Regions from separate parts of the Hordeum vulgare genome. Here region 1 is linked to region 2. A link is a contact called in public Hi-C data. All regions are on one chromosome and are shown on one strand. The core of a region is the stretch at or near the end of the contact, and the rest is flanking DNA. Distances in the headings are between cores, read along the strand shown.

Region 1 (6,505 bases), core at 927-3,426, 330 kb after region 2:
AAAGTTTTAGTAGCTCTAGAACCTAGTTAACATAAGTTTACACTAGAGTTCTACTACTTCTATGAACTAGTTCATGTAACTTTACAGTAGAGTTGAATTAGCTTCATAACCTATATCAATTAATTTTGCACTATTGAACTAGCTCTATAAGTTAGTTGAAATAATGTTACACTAGAGTTGAACAATCTTTATCACCTAGTTTAAATATTTTTACAATAGTTGTAAAAGTTCTTTGACCTAATTTAAATAATTTTACACTAGAGTTGAACTACTTCTATTACCTAATTCAAATATTTTTATACTAGAGTTGTACTGGGTCTTTGATCTAGTTCAAATAATATTACAGTAGAGTTGTACTAGCTTTATAACCTAGTTCAAATATATATTTTTACACTAGAATTGTGTTAGCTCTATAACCAAGTTAAAATATTTTTACATTGGATTGACCTAGGTCTATAATCTAATTCAAATAATTTTACAATAGAGTTGTGCTAGCTTTATGACCTAGTTCATATAATTTTAACACTAAAGTTGAACTAGCCCTAAAACCTAGTTCAAATATTTTTACACTAGAATTGTACTAGGTCTTTGACTTAGTTCAAATAATTTTACACTAGAGTTGAGCTAGCTTTATAAACTAGATCAAATAAGTTTATACTAGACCTCTGCTATTGCAAAAGATACCTTTCATATATCATCATGGATTTTTTTATTTTGTTTTACTCTCGCATTCCTACTAATTGTCGATGTAGGATAAACCTTCCAGGTTATTTAAGGTTTATCCTCCATCACCATTGCGTCCCCATGACAAGTGGCAGTGGTATAAATGACATTTGGTTGCAAAGGGGCCATATACCCCTCTGGAACCACATCCACATGCTCATTTTGTAAGTCCTCCGTTGGAAATAGATCCTCACAAATACTTTCTAATGCCGTAACCCCAAGAATATTAATATCGGAATCATTCATAGGTTTTACTGTCGCAATGTTTCTAATTAAATCCAAAGCTTTGTCCGCTTCTAAATCTAATAGATCATTAATTGTTTTGGTGGTTTCTTTGCCATTACTACGAGGAGATATCCCTAAGTTGGTGGCTTTATCAATAATTGCATGCTCAGTAAAGTGAAGAATAGAACAACTATTATTTACCAACATACATGTATTTGTTTCGGTATCTCAAAGCTTGGCGACCCTCATAGCACGCCCCATTTGTATGTCGTCTCCATCCAACTAGGCCTGAATTCCGTGACTAAAGCGCCTGCCATCGAACATAGGGTCATGAATCCCTCCAAAAGCGATTACATCCTCCATAGACATGCCGGCCGGGATATGGCCGCCTGCCATATGGCCGAACGGGGCCGATGCACTGGGAGATATCGACCTCCTAGGATGAGCTCCCGGTGCGCCATCCACCTTGATATCCGGTGCGCTATGCTCAGCCGATTAGCCCTCCACACCAACCAACACGTATATCTCGTGTGTCATATTGGTCGAACGTGGTGAGGTGGACCGAGGTGAAGGTTATGGCGTTTCTTGTAGGGCTAATATTCAATAATTTTTTGTATATGTATTTATGAGAATTGTAAAATGGTTGATTGACATTTTTTGAAATGCAAGGTTAACATGTCTTATTAGATGGTCAAATTTTTTAATACACATTTAAACATTTGTAAATGCTTGATTCACATTACTAAGATACAATATTAACATTTTTTAATACACGGTCAACATTTTTCTATATACATTTAACATTTATTAAATTCTTAATTTTTTTCAAATTCAAGATATAAATAGTGATTTTATTTAAACATTTAACATATTTGAAATGATTGATTAATTTTTTTTAAAATTTTGTTTTTTAAAATGCTTGATAATTTCTAATACATAATCATATGTTTTTATACACATTATATTTTTTGTATACATGATAACATATTATGTATGTACATTTAACATTTTTCAAATGTTCGGTTAATTTTTGTTTTCAAATGTGTTTATGTAAATAATTTCTTAAATATGTATTTGCAGAATATATGGAAGTAAGAAAAAGGAAATGAACGGAAATAAAAAAATGAAAATAATAATAATGAGCATGTGGCCTCCTATGAGCTGGGCTGGTCTATCTGATGGTCGCCTTTACGCGAGCGAACGTCCTAATTGGCGGCCCATCCCGTGCGATGTGATCGGTCGGTCTGCTCAACAGCGGGCATCACATACACTTCGAACCAATGGTTGACCAGTTGACCGGTCAACCACCAACATTAAGAAAAACAAAAAATGTATGAGAAAAATAAAATTAAAAAAATTGGGAAAATGTTTTTAATTAATGCTAGTTCACAGATTTGAAATAAAAAATCCGAAAAAGTTCATGAAATACGAAAAAGTTCATGATCTGGAAAAAACGTTCACAAATTTGAAAGAAGCACAAAAATGTAAACGGTTCATGTGTTTGGAAGAAGTTCATCAGATCTCCTAAAAAGGTTTCACGAATTTGATAAAAGTTCATCAATTTAGAAAAAAAATGATTGTTTCCAAAAATGGTCAATTTTGAAAAACAAATCTCTAACTTTTAAAAAAGTTCACCGGATTTTCATGGAAAAAATGGTGGACTTTTATAAATTTCATGAATTTATATTTTAAAAACCACTAATTTGAAAAAAAAAATCATCAATTTTGCAAATATTTCAAGGATTTTCAGAAAAGGTTCATAAAAACTGAAAAATTTCATGAATTTGAAGAAACCAATTAAGTAAAGAAAACATTTTTTTAAAGACTGCCAAAAATAACAAAACCTCAGAGAAAAAACTCATATAGGGACTCGATGCTTTTTTTTTCTGACCCCACATTTGCATCAAGAAAGAAATGCTATGTGGTTATAAGAACCATGTTGGTGCAGTGGTAAATGCCACTGTGATGTCATGAGCCGGAGCCACACAGTTCTTCGAACATTAGAATGAAGAAAAGAATAGTCCGAGCCAAGAACGACAGGGGATGTGCGCCAAGTAGCAAAAAGTACTACTCCCTCCGTCCCAAAATAAGTGTCTCAACTTTGTACTAGCTCTAATACAAAGTTGTACTAGGTTTGAGACAGTTATTTTGAGACGGAGGGAGTACAACGGGCGATGTGGCGCCATATAGGAATTGCCATAAGCGTGACAAAGGGGGCACCCTGTTAGTAGTCTCCTTTGGTCACAGATAACTGCAGTGGTTATGACACCCAGGGGTTAGAGAGCTGCCCTGAAGGCAAAGTGGGGCAGGCATCAAATTCAAGTGAACGTCACGTGTCCACTTAGCATCCATGTACCACGATGACGTGGACCAACCATTGGCCAAATGCATCGAAATCAAGTGAACATCACATGTCCACTGAATATCCATGTACAACATCATGATGACCAACCATTGGCCAAATGCATTGAAAGAAATAACTGCACATACCCACCTTGGCAATCGAATCTAAAAAAGAAGACCATGGCAGCCGGAGTGTATATATATGGTCACTATGGACATTCTAAACTATAGTCTAAGAAATCTCACCTCTTTCTAGCAACGGAAAGATAGACCGGCAATCACTAATATTCACAACGAGATCATGCGCCATTCGACCCATCAGTTATGATATATCAAGAACTAAAATCAAGGGATTAGAAGGCATCGGGGATTAACACCAAACTTTGGTCATCATGGATACCGCAGAAAAGAATTCATGACGATTAGAAAATGTCAATGGAACCACAGCAAGTCCCATATCAAGAACTAAAATAAAGGGATTAGAAGGCATCAGGGATTAACACCAAACTTTGATCATCATGGATACCGCAGAAAAGAATTCAGGACGATTAGAAAATGTCAATGGAACCACATCAAGTCCCATGCCGATCATTTTGTATCCTAACCATGCATCAGTTGTGCAACTAGGCTCTTTCATTTCCTTTTGCCCTGTTAGGTCGTTCCTCGATTCTTGCATCTACGTGAGGAAGTATTTCCGGAGATAAGAAACAACAATAGCAACATTCATCCTCTTACACAAAATTCACTTGAACGAGAAGTGTGGAGGGCCTACTGTCCTCATCAAGGAGTGTCATATCCGTCCGGATATCCCCGTCGATCAGCATGAGCAATGCGTTTAGTGGCAGGACTGCGTTTAGGGCGCCTTCCTCTCTTGGTAGGACCGGGCCGTGTTTTATGTCTCTGCATGGAATGGCCGCCGGCCGCCATGTATAGGTTTAATACTACCAAAACCTACCGGCGTCTTGACATTAGCTAGGCATATCAATCCATGTATTGTGTAGGGTAACATTCTTTCTACCATCGTTTAACTAGTTCGTTTTTGTTTTAGGCTCAACTTGCTAGCCGCTGCATGCTAGCGCATGTGTTGTGTCTGTTCATAGCGTGTGCATCTTCCCGTTTTGGTTCAGATTAGCCAATAGATTTTGGCAGGAATGATTAAGTGATCTGCGGACTGATTAATTGGATCGCTTTGGCGTTTATCCATCAACCGTCTTTCCATCTTTCCGTTCAATCGAATCGTAGCAAAAATGGCAGGTTGCATTTGGTGAAAAGGGGATAAACCCAGATGCGACTTAGTTCCTCATGAGTTACGCCAACATTTTCGAGCTAACTTGCTGACAAGCTGATCGAGAGCCGGTGATTAGTGGCATCGAAAATTTTCTTGTCAGTGGAAGAATGCAATTACTGGTTCCTCCTACTTGATGCACAAAACAAATCCACGGAATATGGTGATGACAGAATCAATCCACGGAATTTGTCTTGCTCTCTATGAATTGCACTACCCACTGTACGGACGTAGGGACGTGCTAGATTGCTGATAACCTAGGCGCCTAACTGCTCGTAGAGGAGCTCTTCCATTGCTCATTCTTGTGTTGCCCTCCCAAACACCTAATAAATATGTAAAACTCCAATAAATAAATCAAACGAACGGCGAGTCAGAGAATTTATGTTATCAAAGGCTAAAACTAATGTCCAGTATTTCACTTCGGAACATGCCAGGACAACTCAGTATGTCTTTTAAGCAAACAACTCAAACTAGAGTTAAGCAAATTAGTAGAATTGCATATTGTGCCTGCTTGCTCCGGGCCTTGTTTATTGTTGGTCTTATCTTGTCTTTATTGTCGGATGTCAGTCCATGTGCTACTTAAACCTTTCTTAATTAGTAATGGGATAAATCGCAACTCTTGTTTTCGTTTCAAAAAATTATATCGTACTCCCTCTGTTCCTAAATAATTGTGTTTAGGGAATACTAATCTAGTTCTCTCTAACTACAGTTATTTAAGAACAGAGGAAGTATCTTCTTGTGACCTTTGGCTCATGGGCCATCTACTAGACAAAAATTCGTATTCATGTTCAACATGTCATAAATCGGTAATGCGCCTCCCTCCCCCCCTCTGGCCCTATTCCCCTTTCTCTGTGTGCAGGCATAGGGGAGATAAAGAAGCAAAGTGCATAATACAAAAACGCCAGCGATAATGCCTTTATCTCGTGTTTTTGTGTTTGGTCTTTTATTTCTAGGAAAGAGTTTTCTTTCCGATTGTATGTTGGTTTTTCATTTCCTAAATGGTATTTTATTTGATGTTCAAGAATTTAAAAAATATTTTAACCTTTTTACTACTCCCTCCGATCCATATTACTTATCGCTCTAGGATACATCCGTTTCAGTGCCAAGTAATATGGATCGGAGGGAGTAAATGACATCTACTTAAAGTTTCACAAGATTTTGAAAATGTTCAAAATTTGAAAATTGGGCCACATTTTCTTAGAAGGTTCTATGAAATGTAAAAATGCACATGGATTTTGCAAAATATTAACAATTACTAAGTAAAAATATTATTTTATAAAATATTCATAAATTTCTGGAATTCACAAAATTGTAAAAGTGTTCATAAATTTTCAGATCGTTCAGAAAATTGAAACTTTAATCAATTTATGAATTTATTGTGAACTGTACAGTTTCATTAATTAAAAAAATCATGGCATATAAAATATATTCATGGATTCAAAAAGGGCCGTGAATTTAAAATAACTAATTTAAGACATACCTATATGTTTTAAAAAAAGTTCATGTATTTTGAAATTGTTTCTGCCAACAATTAAAAACAATACAAAAAAATCAATAGAAGAAACACCTCAAATCCAACTAAAGAAGGACACAGATGTGATTCGGCGGACAATGCTTGAATAGAGATAATGTCCTATTGGGCTACCTCAAACATCAGAATCACAGGTTGGTTGTTTATACTTTTCTTTATTTATAAGATTTGAAATATAAATTAAAAGTGCCCTTTAAAAATGCAATAACTCAATAAATCATGGCAACCACCTGAAAGAGTATGGTTGCAATACCAGCCTCACTAGTGGGGACGAGGCCTTTAGCCCCGGCCCGTAAGGGGCTTTAGTCCCGGTTCACCAACCGGGACTAAAGGGGCGGGACTAAAGGCGTAACCTTTTCGTCCCGGCCCTCTTACAAGCCGGGACTAAAGGTGCTTCA
Region 2 (6,537 bases), core at 1,250-3,749:
TTTTAATTTATTTACGCGCATGTATTGTTTATCTTGCTAGCTTAGTTGACTTCTATTGAATTGATTATCTTGATTCTTTAACTCAGGAAAACATTTTGTTGATGTACTACCTCATCCTTTCTCTTTAAGGACCCTAAGAGCAATTTTAGCAGACCCTGTATAATCACGACCTGCAAACGCGTTTTGCAATTCGCTGCAGAACAGAACCCGCATAATGAAACTGCATAATTTGAAAAGTAAACATTCGCGGACGAAATTGGAACCATAGTCATGATCATACAACACTACATTCAGTACTAGAGGGGGCATCACCTACTGGAGCTTATCGGAGCTCACCAGAGCTACTACCTATCCTACCGCACTACGCAAAATGAAGCTCACCGGAGTCGAGCTCGTGCAGTAGTAGATATCCTACATTCAGTCGCCGTCCTCGTCGGAGGAGAGCTCGACGTAGATGCGCTTCTGTGCAGTCGCTTCGTGGCGCCACTCCTCCACCTTGTGGCCGAAGGCTATGGCCAACGCGACACCCTGCTCGTAGAGCACGGTGTCGATCTCCTCCTCCCTCTGGCGGCGCTGCTGGTCCTCTTCCGCCTCTCGTGCACTTTGTGCCAGCATCACGGGCAGGAGGCTATCCGCCTCCGCCGGAGGGAGGAAATCCTCCGGTCCGACGACGGCCCCGGCACGTCGCTCCGGTACCGCCTCGGCCTCCGGCTCCATCTTCATCGATAGGAGCTCTTCGAGCTCCCTCTTCACCGATGGAAGGGAGGAGGACGAGCGCGAGCTCGACGCCCCGATTGAGCTGCTGCCGGAGAAGAGGCGGTTGCGTGGGCGGTCGTAATCCTCTGTCTCGCGACGGAGGAGCGACGGCGGCGGCGTCAGGCCCCACCGCGTGTACCGGCGGGCGGTGCGCTTACGGACGGCGTCGGATCTGACGCGACGAGCCCTCTCCGGGCCGTCGTCCCTACGACTACCGGAGCTGGCCATCAAGCGCCGTGGATTGGAGCGGCTACGCGGTGGAATGAAGGCGTGCAGCGGCGGGTTGGAGGCGCCGACGGTGAGTTAGGGGGGGGGGGGCTTTTCGCGGCGGCGGATTGGAGGCGCCGACGGTGAGTTAGGGGGGGGGGGGCTTTTCGCGGCGGCGGAGGGATAGAGTTTCGACCCGCATCCAGCGGTCGAACCCGCAATTATACCGGTCGAGCGATCGCGTTTACGGACCACCGCAAAAAAAATTCAGACTGGGCCGCGTTTGTGGTGTCTGCTCTGACAGAAAAAATAGCCTAAACCCGTATAGTCGCCGGATTTTTTACGGGCCGGTCGTTTTGTGGGGTCTGCTAGAGTTGGTCTAACAACTCTTGCAGGAGTAGCACTTGACCACCTCAAACTTATGACCGTCGAGCTTGACAGGAAGACAAGATGTGGAACGCAGACGCAACCAAGGCTGGCGAACAATTAGAGTAGGTAAAAATATATCTCATGTGTACTTTTGTTCAGTTTACAGATTAAAACATATAATGAATTTGATCCGGTTTAAATAAAATCTTTGAATTTGCATGAAATTTATCCGATCTATTCAAATGTGTTCCTGTGTTTTATTGCTAGGGTTGGATGGTCGTCTCCCATCCGACGGATATTGTGTCCGTTTGAGGGGGTCCTTGTAGATGCCATGTGTGTTTCTTAGAGCATTTTAACAGACCCATTATAAAGCCTCACCGCGTAAAATAAGTTTGCGCGAAAAATGCAAGTTGGAGGAGTGGATAGTGTCATTTTGCAAGTTCTAGGACTAAAGTATCACGTCCAATACAAGTTGTACGATCCGTGGTCTTATTACCTCTAAATTGAATGGAAAGATTGCCACACAGATCGATAGTAACACGAACCGATCCAATCGTTATATCACTTCACAATAAAATATGCATTAATCTGAGCCAAAACAGGAGGGCGTACGATGAGCACTGAGCAGACACGGCACATGCATGCACGTAGCAAGTTTAATCCAAACAAACACGAGCCTGATTGGCTATGTAGACTAGTGTGAAGTACTGGCATCTACTAGACTACTACTAGAATTAAGAAGTGATACTACTCCTCCTCTAGGCTCTGGAGGTGTGTGCACGGGACATGAGGGAAGCGAACAAACAAGATCCTGAAGAATCTCACGCCATGCCGCTTTGGCGTATGCTGCCAAACACATGCACAAACACAAAAGAGAGCCTCGGAGGACAAGCACGTCTGTATTCCGCGGTTGGCATGGCGCCTTGCTCCTCATAATCGTATCGGCCAGGAGAGGAGATGTCCAACGTGCAAATGCATACAAATCGTACGAAACCGTATGGGGTCGGTGTGGATGGCGTTTTGTTGTGGTTCAGAAACCGACCGGCGCCGACGCACGCGGCAACGCTCCAAGAGGAGGGCCTGGTGACGGGGACACGACACGAGCAGGTGGTGGGCGGTGGATGGATTTGGATTTTGGAGAGCCGCCTGCGATGCGTCCAAGGAGACGCCTGGAAGCCGATCGACGGCCGCGGCCAAGCACGCTTTTGGCTCCTCTCTTTGTCCGCGTAGCGTATGGATTCATTTCATATAATACTCTACTAGCTCTAATGCAAAATTGTACTAAACTTAACACAGTTATTTTGGGACGGAGGGAGTCCTCACTTTTGTTTGTTTGTTTGTTTGTTTCGTGTGGCCAGAAGCAGCTCTTGCATTGTACTCTTGGCACGTCTCTTTCGTGTCCTCTACCACGCCGGACAAGTGCAAGTGGGAGAGGCCAGCGATAACTCCAAATTCATTCATGTTTGGACGCTTTTGGACGTGTTTCGTTACAAGTTACGAGGCCCTACTACTCCCCATCACCCGTGCCAGTGCACCTGTTACAAAGACCATGTTTGGATGCTAGTATTAGAGTTGGTTAGATTGAACTCATTTATCGCTTAAAAATCTAAATAAATGGGTTAGAGTTGGTTAGATGTATCTAACCCATTTCAAAAATCTAACCCATCCAAGATATGCTTTTTTGGGTTAGAGTTAGGTGGGGTCCAGAAAAAATTACTTTTCTTTCTTTCTCCACCACACAAAATTCTAGATAAAAGAGTCAAATGATTGAAAAAAGTGCATTTGTTCACAATCAAACCCTTTCATCCAAACACCTCTTTGGTTAGAGTTAGTTTAGAATTAGTTTAGAATTAAAATATAACTCTAACCTCTAACCGAATTAGAATATCCAAACATGGACAAAGTTCAAGAAAGGATATCAATTCTTTATAGGGCATGTTACGCGTTGGACCTGCGGATATTTTTGAAAGACCCGCCGTCCCGCGAGTCGTCCGATCCGTTGATGCAACCTGTATGTATTGTTCTTTTACAACCTGTTCTTTATTGCGAAACCTTCGCTTATCTAATTTTGTGTACGTACATCACGTTGCAAAACCTTCTTTTCTTTAGTTTCTTACAATAAAACTAGCGTTGCCCAAATCTTTTCTTCTTTAATTTTCCCAAAACAAGACTCCCATTGCAAAAGTATCAAGAGTCTTGTGTGGATTTAAGAATTGATAGCAGTAGTAAAAGCATCTCCAACAGCCGCGCTTTGCGCCGCGCTCAAAAAATTTATTGCCGCGCGCGCTTCGGCTGGTTTGGCACGTCGCGCAGCGCTGGCTCCAGCAGCAGCGTTAAAATGCAGCGCGCGAGCGCCGCTCCAGCAGCGCACAAAAATGCAGCGCGCGCAAAAATGCAATGAACATGTGATGAATTTGACACAAATAAGTTGATGCATAAAAGTTCATGCCCACAAGTTCATCCAACCAAGTTCAAAATGCAAACAAGTTCAAGACATATAAATGAAAGACACATCAATCATCATCTTCCTCGTCTTCGTCCTCATCTTCCGAAGACGATTCTTCCGCCTCCGTAGATGAATCTTCCTCCCTAACCTCATCACGCACCGCATCACGTGAAGCTCCGGCGGTGTTGGCAAGATCTTCAACGGCGGCCGGAGGTGCACCCATGCCTCCCATGGCGGCCGGAGGTGCACCCATGCCTCCCATGAGAGAAGCAAAACTCATGCCTCCCATGACGGCCATAGCGTCGGAGGGTGCTCCAAAGCCACCCATGCCTCCCATGGAGGCCGGAGGTGCACCCATGCATCCCATGGCTCCAAAGCCACCCATGCCTCCCATGGCGCCGAGGCCACCGCCACGCATGGCGCCAAGGCCACCGCCACCCAAGCCGCGGATCATGGCTCTTTTTTGGATCACGACTTCCTCACGGGCAAGGTTGACATATTCCTTTTGCGCATCATTGAACAAAGATGTGTCCAAGAAGAACAAGTGCTTCTCCCATTCCAACAACTTAGCTCGCTTCTCCATGCCCACCTTCCTCTCCTCCAATGCCACTTTCCTCTCCTCGGCGGCCACCCTCCTCTCCTCGGCCGCCAACCTCCTCTCCTCGGCCGCGGCATCTTGGTTCCTTGCCATTTTCCTCACCTCGTTGACTTCTTTTCTTGCCTTCACAATAGCTTCCATAGCATTTGTGAGCTCATCATCTCCTTTCCTCTTCTTCTTTTCGGTTTTGTCCTTCTTGCACCCATCCGGTCGTTTTGGTTTCGAGTATGAAACCGAGTTGGGTGTGGGGCTTCTCTTGCCGTCATCACTTGATGCATCATCCTCCTCCTCATCATCATTCAACTCAATTGTTCGCTTGCGTTTGTTGCTCAAATGCAAATCATCCAAATCTTCACGCTTCTTCCATTTCTCATCATCCTTCAACACTTCATAGCAATGAGGCAAGGTAAAGATCTTTCCTTTCTTGATCTTCCCCTTCTTGGTTGTCCTCGTCTCTTCTTTGAACAAGTTTTGTGCAATGTTGTACTACAAGAAAAACAAAACAAGTTAGCACTTCGGACACCAAAAACAAGTATGATGAACATGTATGAGATGCCACTTACTCTATCATCCTCATTTGTGCCACTTGGGTTAAGCTTATCAACTGTCTTTTGTGCGGCCGCCCACTTTTGACAATCCGAATTGATTGTCGACCATCGGGACCGAAGTGATCTCTCGGAGCGGTCAATTCCACTCACGTTCTGAGCATCAAAGTATTCTTTCATTCGCCCCCAATAAACATATCTACTTGCAACCAAGTATTGCATAGTAATTTGTCATCGTTGGTGGTGTAATTGCCCGCTCTTCCTTTCGGCGCCACGACAATGCCCTCACCCTCCTTGTCCACCTCAAACTCATGGTCGTCCAATATGGATGTCATTGGTTTGAGACCAATGCGAATTGTTGGACCCAACACCCATAGTTTACATGTATGCATCATCGTTGAGACCACAAAGTTTTTGAACAATGCAAATATAAGCTATCTATATGATGAGGCATTGAAAAAATAACAAGAAAATAAAAGTTGGAATTTTTTTCACCTTGGGGGTATTTCGTCGAACACGTGGTGCGCGTCGGCTGCCGGCTCAACGAGTGAGCTCGCCGGCGCTTCGGTAGACGCCGCGCCGGTCCGCCGCCCTGCAATCTTCTTTTCGCCTTCGAGCTCCCGGAACCGTCCGCCGCCTTCTTCTTCACGGATGTTTTTCCTTTCTTCGACCCCGCCGTATTGGGGAGCTTCGACGGTGCGGCGGCGGCACGGGACGGCGCCGGCGCTACGCCACCTGTCTGGTCATCCGCGGCGGCAAGAAGAGGCTGCGCGCGAAGCCGACGGTCGGCGGAGCTCCGGCAGTGGCGGCGCCAACGCTCGCCGCGCTAGGGTTTTCGGCGGCGGCGGGGGGCTCGCGGCTGTACAGCGGGGTGAGCGGGGTGCCGGTCTGCGCGTCCATGGTGGCAGCGGCGTTGACGCCGGCGCGCGCGGTGCGAAGGAGGAAGAAAGAGAGAGAGTTCGCGCGCGCGCTCGAGTCTGTCGCGCGCGGAAGTGAGCGCTCCAAATTACCAGCGCGGGATAAGGCGATGGACAACGCGCCCAACTTGTTATAGCGCGCGCGCGGTGGAGCATCCGGCCGCGTCGCGCGCGCGCTATAAATGCATATTTTTGGGTACGACGCTTGTTTTGCGCTGCTGTTGGAGATGTTATAATAATATTCTAGAGGTGGGTGAACACGAGAGGGAAGTGATAAAAAGGAGATCCATAAAAATCACACGCCATATACCGCCTTGGCGCATGTTGCCAAACACACACAAAAACAGACCGCAAGCACGTGTGTCTTCTGCTTTTTTTTCCCCACTTTTTTTTAGAACATTTTCCCAGTTCATTAAGTTGTCTTCTGCAGTTGGCATGGTGCCATGCGCGCATCGACCAGAAGATGTCCATACAAGGCCTCAAAAGTCCAGCCCACACCATGCTCGATCTCCTCCTTGCATTTCTTTTCCTCCCATGCATTGTCCCGAAGCCTGGCTCCCCGGAGACGAAGACAAGAGGCAAATCACCTCGCATCATCTCACCCCGTTGTTTCTATCCCAGATTGGTGAGACGGATAGCATAGCATGCATCCAAACCGGATATGGTCCATCGGGTGTCGCCGGCGTCCGGATGGATGGC

Evidence for each region. A called contact is a pair of places that touch in the nucleus more often than the background predicts.
Region 1: a contact with region 2 is called in a Hi-C map of leaf, with 5 times the contacts expected there. The contact joins two enhancer-like sites. A contact is called at or near these places in 4 of 6 Hi-C or Micro-C datasets (leaf and seedling).

The regions. Positions count from the first base shown.
Region 1 is chr3H:595,395,090-595,401,594 of MorexV3_pseudomolecules_assembly, forward strand. No RefSeq gene overlaps it. Among protein-coding and RNA genes, the nearest start is that of LOC123440929, 60 kb to the right of the region's middle. Within about 2 kb of position 2,177, at least 3 of the 3 cell types and tissues checked have open chromatin away from gene starts, as enhancers often do. A contact at or near this core is called in leaf and seedling, where this site is marked.
Region 2 is chr3H:595,060,797-595,067,333 of MorexV3_pseudomolecules_assembly, forward strand. No RefSeq gene overlaps it. Among protein-coding and RNA genes, the nearest start is that of LOC123445478, 14 kb to the left of the region's middle. Within about 2 kb of position 2,500, at least 3 of the 3 cell types and tissues checked have open chromatin away from gene starts, as enhancers often do. A contact at or near this core is called in leaf and seedling, where this site is marked.